2 separate regions of the Rattus norvegicus genome follow, and region 1 is linked to region 2. Evidence: chromatin contacts called from public Hi-C data. All regions are on one chromosome and are shown on one strand. The core of a region is the stretch at or near the end of the contact, and the rest is flanking DNA. Distances in the headings are between cores, read along the strand shown. Region 1 has its middle 200 kb from the start of Mdfic. Region 2 overlaps Mdfic (MyoD family inhibitor domain containing).

Region 1 (4,618 bases), core at 1,403-3,902, 130 kb before region 2:
TAAAAGCCTGTATATATAGAGAGTATTCAGCAAGAATTTTCTCTGTATCAAAATATCTACTCCCTTAGAAGACAAGAAAGAATACAAATTCATAAATAGTAGAAGAGTCACCAACTGCCTGGTTTGTTGGCACTCAGTGTGCATTTGGTATAAATCTGATGATACCTACTGTCAAAAATTAGCACATATATTGAAAAGGCTTTTCTTAGGTCTTCTGTTTGAAATTTCCTATGTTTTTAATATCAAACTTGATAGGGTGGGGCACCATCCCTTCCAGTTATAGGAATGATATTAGCCTGTTTTTTTTTTCAGACTGTCTGTTTCCTGGAGTCTGTTGAACTGCTTAAACAGATGAGCCTCCCTTAGGCCTCCTTGCTCTGCTGCAGTGGCAGCTGAAGAACCAGATTCAGATCCTCTTCAGTCTAATGACAGGGGATGAATGGCGTTTTGGCAATAAACATACCCCACATCTGAGGCCATGATTTTAGAATGAGTGGATCAGGCCATCCAAGTTTACTTTATAGTTCTATGAACATGTGTTTTCATTTTGTTCAACCCTTTGAGTGTGCCACTATCAGAACTAACTCTCAAATTTAAACCCTCCTTTTTAAAAATGCAATTGTCAACAGGACATGAATTGGCACTTTTCACATAAAAAGTGCTCTTGCTTTAATAATTCCATCCTTGCATGGAGGAATGAGCATTGGATTTGGAGTGCTTAAGTGATAACACCTTCCTTTTTTTCTCAGACCTTCCATCTCTAGAGTATTTTATGTTGCTCTAGCTATACCCGATTATTATTTTCAGTATCTCATTCCTCGCTTTAGTATAAAAGTATCAATGTTTCCCACTACAATCTACATACCCATACCAGATACAAGACCCTTTTCCTTCCTGCAGTTACAGACCATGCCTCAGAGGTGGCATAACTATTATGCCTGCCTAGAATTCTCTTCTCACAGGCATCACCATGGCTCCTCCCCTCCTCCTCTTTTCCCTCCTTTTCTTCTTTATAAGAAAGGCTTTCCTTAACCATGCATTGAAAAATGTTATCCACACATAGTATTCTATCTTGTCCCTTCCTTTAGTTCTTGCCTCTTAAATCAATCTAACCTAATGAATGTTTTTACTTTTCTTGCATTTTTGTTAGATAATCCCTTGAAGTAAAAGAGTACATTTGCATATGGAATTTTAGGCAACTTAGAAGGGTTTTAGTGTACATAAAATATCAGTAATCCCAATTTTTTCTGACAGTAGGTTGCTGTGACCATTAAATAGATAATACAGAATACATAAATGACTTTCCCTGATATGACATTCCTGGCACATACTCTTATAAATATTATGTAGCATGCTTCCCTTCTTAATCTGTAAAGTGGAAATGGTAGCACCCGTTACCTGCCGTGAGTGATTCGTGGCTGTCAAAGATAAACTGGGACTATTCACTGAGTTGAGAGGAGGGAAGGACTTTGAAGATGCAATTAAGCTAAAGATCCTGAAATAAGATTATCCTGGACTATCTGAGTAGGTTCTAAATTAAATGACAACTGTACTGTTAAGACTTATGTGGGATAAAAACTACAGGGGACAGGAGCCGCCAAAGTGACAGGAAGAGGTCAGGGTGAGGTAACTCCACCTTAATCATCCTGGGATCCCCCCCCCAAAAAAAAAACAGAAGATACCAAGAAAAACACTCTCTCAGAGCCAGAAGTACCGTACACTTGGCTGGATTTGGGTATTTTAGATTCAGGAGGTAGGAGGTATGGTATCATGAGTTTTCACTGTTGTAAGTTTCCAGAGACATGATAATTTGTTATGGAAGTCTTTATTATTACAGCTATAAGACTCTAACACATTATCTAGTAGAATCACTGTGAAGAGAGAAGAAGGTGATATGTGATCAACTCCTAGTGATAACATAATGAACAAATAAGCAATCGTCATTGTTGTGATTGTTATCAACCAAATTCCAACTTGCTTTCAATATGGAGTGACTCAAAGAATTCCATGGAAGAGGAGGCAGAAAGAGTGAGTGTTAGAGCCAGATGGAATGAAGGTCACCAGGGACACAAGGCTCTCGAAGTGAACTGAGCAAGGCTCAGATGAACTAGAGAGAGTGACGCAGCAAGAACAGCAGAACATATATGCATATGTATGTATATTATCTTGGGGCTCTTTTCCTTCTGTTGGTTTCCCTTTTCTAACTTCACTGTGATGCCTTTTATTTTGTCTTATTATATTTCATTTTCTTACATTTTGTTTTTTCTCTTTGTAGCCTGTTCCTTTCTAATGAGAGGTGGGAACAAAACAGATATCGAGAGAGGGGACATGGAGAGGAACTGGGAGGAGTAGAGGGTGGGGAAACTGTAATCAGGATATATTGTATGAGAAAAGAATCCATTTTTAGTAAAAGAGAAAGAATTTTTTAAATCTTAGTTAAATAATACACGGAGTCACAAGTTCTCCAATTTGGTTAACATCATAAAGTACAGCAACCTCTCATTTTGGCTAAGTTTTCCTTTTCAACTTTAAGCTAATTTGTTTTCCTTTCAGTGTTATACAGCAATGTCTGTAGGGCTTTATTGCCCTGTTGACAACTTTTACTGTATCTGTGGTTCTAGGCCCCAAGATTCCAGAGCAAAGGGCACTAGAGCAAAGTGAGTGTACATTGTCTTCTGATGTTCCAAAACACACATTAACGTCAGTCTGAAAGTTTAGTAAGCTTATCCATTCTGTTTGTTTCTTCCAAAGTGTTTTAAATTCCCAGAATCACCATTTTATGAATTTATTGTAACACCTAGAGCAATGTTTTGGAGATATTGCTTTTAAACCTGCACTCTAACAGTATCTCTCAGTGATAAGCTTAAATGAGGAATTGTCTCCTTTATCAGTGTGTGTCATGCAGAATAAATAACTTTCTAAGGTACTTTCTAGCCACAAACTGCTCCTAGCTATGCTCTGCAGCCTTCTACAAACCATCCAGGTCATCCTCGTGCGGATGACCATTTTGCCCTGCCTGCTCAGGACTGTGGCCTGGTATTTTAGGGAAGCACCCAATTAATTGGTTAAAAAAGAACAAAGCAACTCAAAGCATGACAATTGAGCCACAGAGCTGAACCACAGGTGCACACCGGGGGAAGAAGTGCTATGCGAGGCATCTTCTTCACCTTCCAGTCAGGAGGCATTGCCCTGAGCTCTCCATCCAATAAAGCCTTTTGGGGGGAAAGTGAGGAAGGAGGGAAAGCAGAGAGTAAATCACTGACCTCCTGATTCTCAGGAGGCCAGGATTACGGTAAGAGAGAAAATCAATCAGGGAGTTGCTCCATTTCTACTTCCTTATTAGAAAAGGACCACACAGAGTGAGCATCGGTTAACACAGTACAACTGTGAAAACAAGATGTTGGCAGGACGGAGAGGTGTGAGCAGGAAGGTGAGGAGGGCATATTTGGAAGTAGTCCACCTCATTTTCCCTGGGAATAGTTGGTGAGCCAGTAACATAAATCAAGAGAACGCTTCAAAACATTCATTATCTTTGAGGATCATTTATTATGTATGTCTGAGGCCAGCTTGGTACGGTATGAAAGAATAAGTCGGTGTGTAGTCAGAGGGCTTGAACTACTAAGAATTGAAAGTACACGTTGACTCTTTTTTACAAAAAAAAAAAATTAACCACTATTGAGCAATACATTTCAAAATCATTTTGAATAAATAAAATTCCAGAAGGCTTTGGTTCTTTCTAAAATGGTCTAAAGCCAAAGAGAGTGGTAGAATATAAATTTTTGAGTAGATTGCTTAACTTTATTTAGAAAGCAAGACTTAATTCCTTTCCTGACTAAAATAGTATTTGTCGTCGAAGAGTGTAGCATCTTTTACCTCTGTATAAATAGAAGTGACTTCAGCTAGATGCTAAATTAGTAAGGAAAGAATTTATCTTTATAAGGGTTTCTGTTAATGTTTCACAATTCTCTACAAAGGTCAGTAAAAGTCATGGTGGTGGGTGTCTACATACACAGCATGGATGACAATTCTCCCTTAAACTAGTGAACAAAAACAAAATATCAGGATTCAGATGCAAGTATTGTCTATTTTAACAGGTAAACATTAGCTTTGGAAGAACAAATGGAATGTTCTTAACAAGTTTGGCAACATGAGTGGAAACTGTTATTCATGCTCTATTTTTTTTTCTGAAAAAGTGATAATTTGTGACAGGCTAAATTAGTGTTGGAAAAACAAGTTATGATAGATTGTACGCAACAATTTAATGAATTACCACAGAGACTCAGAAACTGTAAGGCACTGAAAAGAATTGTCCCAAAATATATGGGAATGATTACATTGAAAACCTCATAAAGCTCAAAAATGTATATATCATCATCTTTTAAGTTATATTTTGATTATTTTTACATGTGTGAAAAATATGTCCAAAGCCCTGACTGTAATTTTCTTCCTATAATAAATATACATGGATTATCAGAGTTTGGTCTTTACAAACATGGGTTAGCAGTTATAATTCAAGAGACACATTTTAAGATGACAAAAATGTCAACTTATTGAGCAGCCTGAGTGGAAAATGAAAACTTCTGCATGTGTTATGCATAGCCTTAGGTTAGATGGACCT
Region 2 (4,513 bases), core at 767-3,266:
TCAAAAATATAAAGAGGACAGAATGTTTGTCCCACTGAACATTATAACTAGATGCCAAACATGGCGTGGTCCTTGCCTGTAATCCTAGTATTTAGGAGACTGAGGTAGGTGGGTGGCAATAGGTTCCAGGTCAGCATGGGCTACATAGTGAGGCCCACTCTCAAATAGAAGGCAAAATAAAACAAACAAACAAAAGATACTTCATTGACTGAGGGAAAAAAGAGTGAATTTTAATATCTACTTGTGCTCTTTACTTCATGAGACTGGAATCATCCTGCATGAAGTCCAGTGAAAAGTACATTTTTCTCAGAGGACATGAGGTTTGAATTCTATGGTTCGTTTTCCTGCTGTGAGGCATCTTAGTTGATGAACACACCAGATCTGATTTATCCTCACAAATCTCTAAACATTCGGATTGCTTGTGGAGTTCTGCTTGACTAAAAATTGCTTTTAGGGAAAACTGCAAACAAGTTCCTGAGAACACATATGCTAAAGAGGGGGAACACGGATGCTAAATAAGTAGTTGTAGGGAATCAGGGTTAGGGTATTGTATACGTTTAATATTATTGGGAAATGGAATTGAAAATTTTCCCCCAAAGCAACTGCCCCGTTGTTTATCCTAACAAAGCAAGAGATTGTCCACATCTTTATCAGTCATTGAAACTGTCTCACTTGGTCACATGACAAGTCATTGAATTTGACACCGAACCCCTAGAGAGGTGTATTTTTGCATTTGCTAATACAGACTGTCCTCATTTCTGTTGACTGTTCAAGTTTTCTCTTCATTGAAATGCATTCTCACTGAGTTCATACTGTTTCCATGTTTGCACTTTTCCCTCATTGATTAGTATACAAGTTTTATAAATTCAGACTACAATCCTATTGTGAAATGAGATGGACTGCTCAGTGTTGAACGTGTGTTAGCTAAAATAAAGCAACAGAACGGAGAACTGACCTAATCTTTAGACGTCGAGCATTTGAGGTCCTGGGGGCTAAAGCTAGTCAAATCTCAGAGCAGCTGTAGATATGGCACTACATGGCCAAGGCAGTGAAGTGCCTAAGACAAAATGAGAAAACAAGGAAAGAAGAGTAGCAAATATTACTAAGATTTGGTAGAAGAATAAACTGATCATTTTCAGGGTTTCTGCTTTACTAACAAGTACCTAAAGAAGCTACACATCAAAACTGTGATGATTACAATGACATCAGATATCTACACAAGCGCGTTCATTTTCTACTTACTCTCCATAGAGAAATAGAAGAAAGGACCCCTACATCCTACCATATCAATTACGCAGTTGTATTTATTACTTGCCAAAAAAAATTTTTTTTGCTTTTTTTGTTCTCAGAATTATGACTCAGCACAATGAAAAGCTTATAGACACAGAGAACAAAGATGTGTTACAGACGTAGTGCTTACCGTGTCTAGAGGAGTCAGAGACCACGTTAGGGTGGCAGAGACATGTGAAGCAAAAATGAATTGTAAGAATTGTCATGGCAGTGTGGTAGAGCAGGCTAGGGAGACCCACACTAGGGATCTGGAGGCAGAAAGAGCAGGATTTCCAGAGCAGCCCTGGCATTAGAGAACAATGCCTCAAACCAACAAACAAAAGACAGCAAAAGAGGAAGGAAACTCAGGTTGTGGTAGCATATATTATAATGACAAAGAAGGAGTGTCAAGAATTTAAGGCGAGGCTGGGCTGCACCGAGAGTCTCTATCTAAAAAGAAAAGAAAAGAAGGAAGGAAGGAAGGAAGAAAAGAAAAAAAAAAACAAAACTAAACAAAAAATCCAAAATAAACAAACCAAATTTGGGAAGAAAAGTAGAGAAACAAAGTTTAAAAAAGATGAACTCTGCCTGTATGTGGTTCACGTTAAAAAAAAAAAAATTCCTTTTCCCTAGGTCCTTGAGGTTTTCAGCTTTTATGGGTTTTATTTAGTCATGATTTGCAGTTTTTACCAAAACTGTTTAACCTTTAAGAAGCCAACTGGGTTCTGGGAAGGATGCCTAGCCTAAACTGGGCCAAGCAAGAATTGTGCAATTCAGTGTACTGAGAGGCGGACTCAGCAGAAGACTGACAGCTACTGTAACTTTAGGAAAAACAGAGGAACGGGAGGCAGGAAAGAGCTTAGAAGGACACATCAAAAGAGATCGTTAGCAGGACTTTTGACTTTAAAAGCATCAGCAAATAAAAGAAAAACATACCATTATGAATTAGTACAGTCACAGTCCCAAGCCAAGGTCACCACTTGCAAAGCCGGTGCTGCAGCCCATCTGAAAGGCTTGCAGCCCCATCCCACCCCTAAGGTAACTACGCAAACCATAAACAGCCCCTTAGCCACTAGAAGAAATTGTCTGTGACTGATCTCAGGAGCTCTGCCTGTTTTGTTGAAAATGAAACGGAAGGTTCTGTTTGGGAGAACAGCCAGTTGATAATGAAAGCATCCCCGATTGATTTGTCCCATCAGTATGTTGCCAAACGCACTAGGAAATATCGACATCAAGGAGGAAATCTGTTAGAGCAAAGAGTTGATCAAGTGCCATCAAGAAACAATATGAGTGATACACTCAGGTCTATATGATACACAGTCTTTTTCTTTCATTTCTTCCTCATAAGATGTGGTATGACAGGTACTCTTAATTTCTTGGAACGAAGATACCCGACACAGGAAGTGGAATACAGGAGTGGGCAGGAAGCAGAAAATTCTCAGAATCACCCACAACCCATTTTTGAGTGAAGAAAGATGAGTATGCCTCTTATCTTGACTAATCTATAATAGTTTCCTATGACTTAAAGTGTTGAACGTACTTTTCCTTTCTGGGTAACGAGCATGCAAATGAGTTGCTGAAGAGCAAAAAGGTACATTAGCATTGGGCAAGCCATGGTAAGCGGTGCTAGATGTCAGCTTGCAGAGGGCTACATCATTAAGGTTTGAGAGCACTGCTTTGGGATCAGTGTTATCAGTGGGGTAAAGAGGACCCAGAGTTATTCTCTGCTCCGTGGTGGTGGGTGTACACTACACAGGGGCGGGGGCCTGACTGGGCAGTGCATCCCTGAGGTCAGATATGACATCACTGACCCCAGAAATTGCATCACTACCTTTGCTGCTTCTTAATAGAGAATGGAAAAGTAGGCCAGAGGTCAGTTTTACTTCTGCCAAGTTTCAGCTACAATAGCTGAATGTCTACCCTTTGCAAAAATCTAGCTGGTCAGGCCGGACACGAGCATCTTCCAGAGAGTTCTGCTTTTCAAGTACGTGCAGTGTGCGTGGGTAAGGCATCTTTATGAATTCTGCACAGTAGCTCAGCTTCAGGCAGATGCCCAACTCAAGACAGGAGCTGTACAACGTTCCTGGCCCCTAGCTGTAGACCGACCACCTGCCTGAGAAACAGACCTGGAGGTCACCGCCTACACAGAGCCTCTGGCATATGGCCGTCCCTAGGGCTCTGGGCCATGGCTAGAAAACAGAGGCAACATTTTCCTAATGGAGAAGAAAGTGAGCTAGGGCAGGAGGTTTTTTTTTTTCTTTCAGAAAGTTAGTGAAGAGTTAGATTTTCCATGCAGAGATGACTTTGGGGAAATGAACAACCGTCTTCATTACCATCTTCCTCCTCAACAAGTTCAGAAAAACCACCCTGTCCTGCACCCACCAAGGGACTCCTCAGTGGCTTCGATGCCCCATATCCAAACCCTGGGACCCACCTGGTCCAATGGAGAGGTTATTGTAGGTCACAGGCAGATAGCCTGGCGTTGTGTTCCCCCCACCCCGTCCCGGTCTTTCTTCTGTTGCCAGCATTGTACACAGCTAATGCACAAAGTATTCCAAGCTCTCCCAGATTTGATCCAGAACTTGGTCTCAACTACAACACTCATCCAAGAAGTCTGTTTAAAGTGTCATTTTACAGTTGAGGAAGACAACATTTATATCAGAGAAATTATTGTTTCATAGAAATTTAACATAGAAATCTGAACAGGCAATGGTACCTCAGGTATTAGATATGTCTCTATGAATCTCAACATTTTCATTTTTTATTTATTGAGTATAATATGTGATGTGAATTTGAGCTAAAGGTTTTTTTTTGTTTTGTTTTGTTTTGTTTTTTTGGCACAGTATACATGGAGGTGAGGACAACTTACTGGGATCGTTTCTGTCCACTAAGCATGTGAGTCCTAGGGGTTAAACTCAGGTCACCCGGCTTGGAGGAAACCCACCTTTAGGTCCTGAGCCATCTTGCTGCCTCAGAGATACTTACCTAGTACATTTTCCATGTAAAGTTAAGTCAATATCTGAGTTGAGAGTCGCTAAAATATCAGTGATGCAAATTATAGCCAAGTGTTCACTGAGTCATTCCCACTTAAGATAGCAAATCTGATAGAATGTCATTGTCCTCAGGGACATGATGAACACTATGAAAATATGGAATTAACGGGTGTCACCTGCTAAGTACTAGTAGTGTGATGATTGTGGTGATGGTGGTTGTGATGGTAGATGTTATGGTGGTTATGGAAGTG

Evidence for each region. A called contact is a pair of places that touch in the nucleus more often than the background predicts.
Region 1: a Hi-C map of liver shows a contact between it and region 2, with 5 times the contacts expected there. The contact joins two enhancer-like sites. A contact is called at or near these places in 2 of 12 Hi-C or Micro-C datasets (kidney and liver).

The regions. Positions count from the first base shown.
Region 1 is chr4:45,140,920-45,145,537 of GRCr8, reverse strand. No RefSeq gene overlaps it. Among named protein-coding and RNA genes, the nearest start is that of Mdfic, 200 kb to the right of the region's middle. Within about 2 kb of position 2,652, at least 1 of the 93 cell types and tissues checked has an H3K27ac peak or open chromatin away from gene starts, as enhancers often do. A contact at or near this core is called in liver, where this site is marked.
Region 2 is chr4:45,008,769-45,013,281 of GRCr8, reverse strand. All of the region lies in intron 4 of Mdfic (MyoD family inhibitor domain containing), which reads right to left. Among named protein-coding and RNA genes, the nearest start is that of Mdfic, 73 kb to the right of the region's middle. Within about 2 kb of position 2,016, at least 15 of the 93 cell types and tissues checked have an H3K27ac peak or open chromatin away from gene starts, as enhancers often do. A contact at or near this core is called in liver, where this site is marked.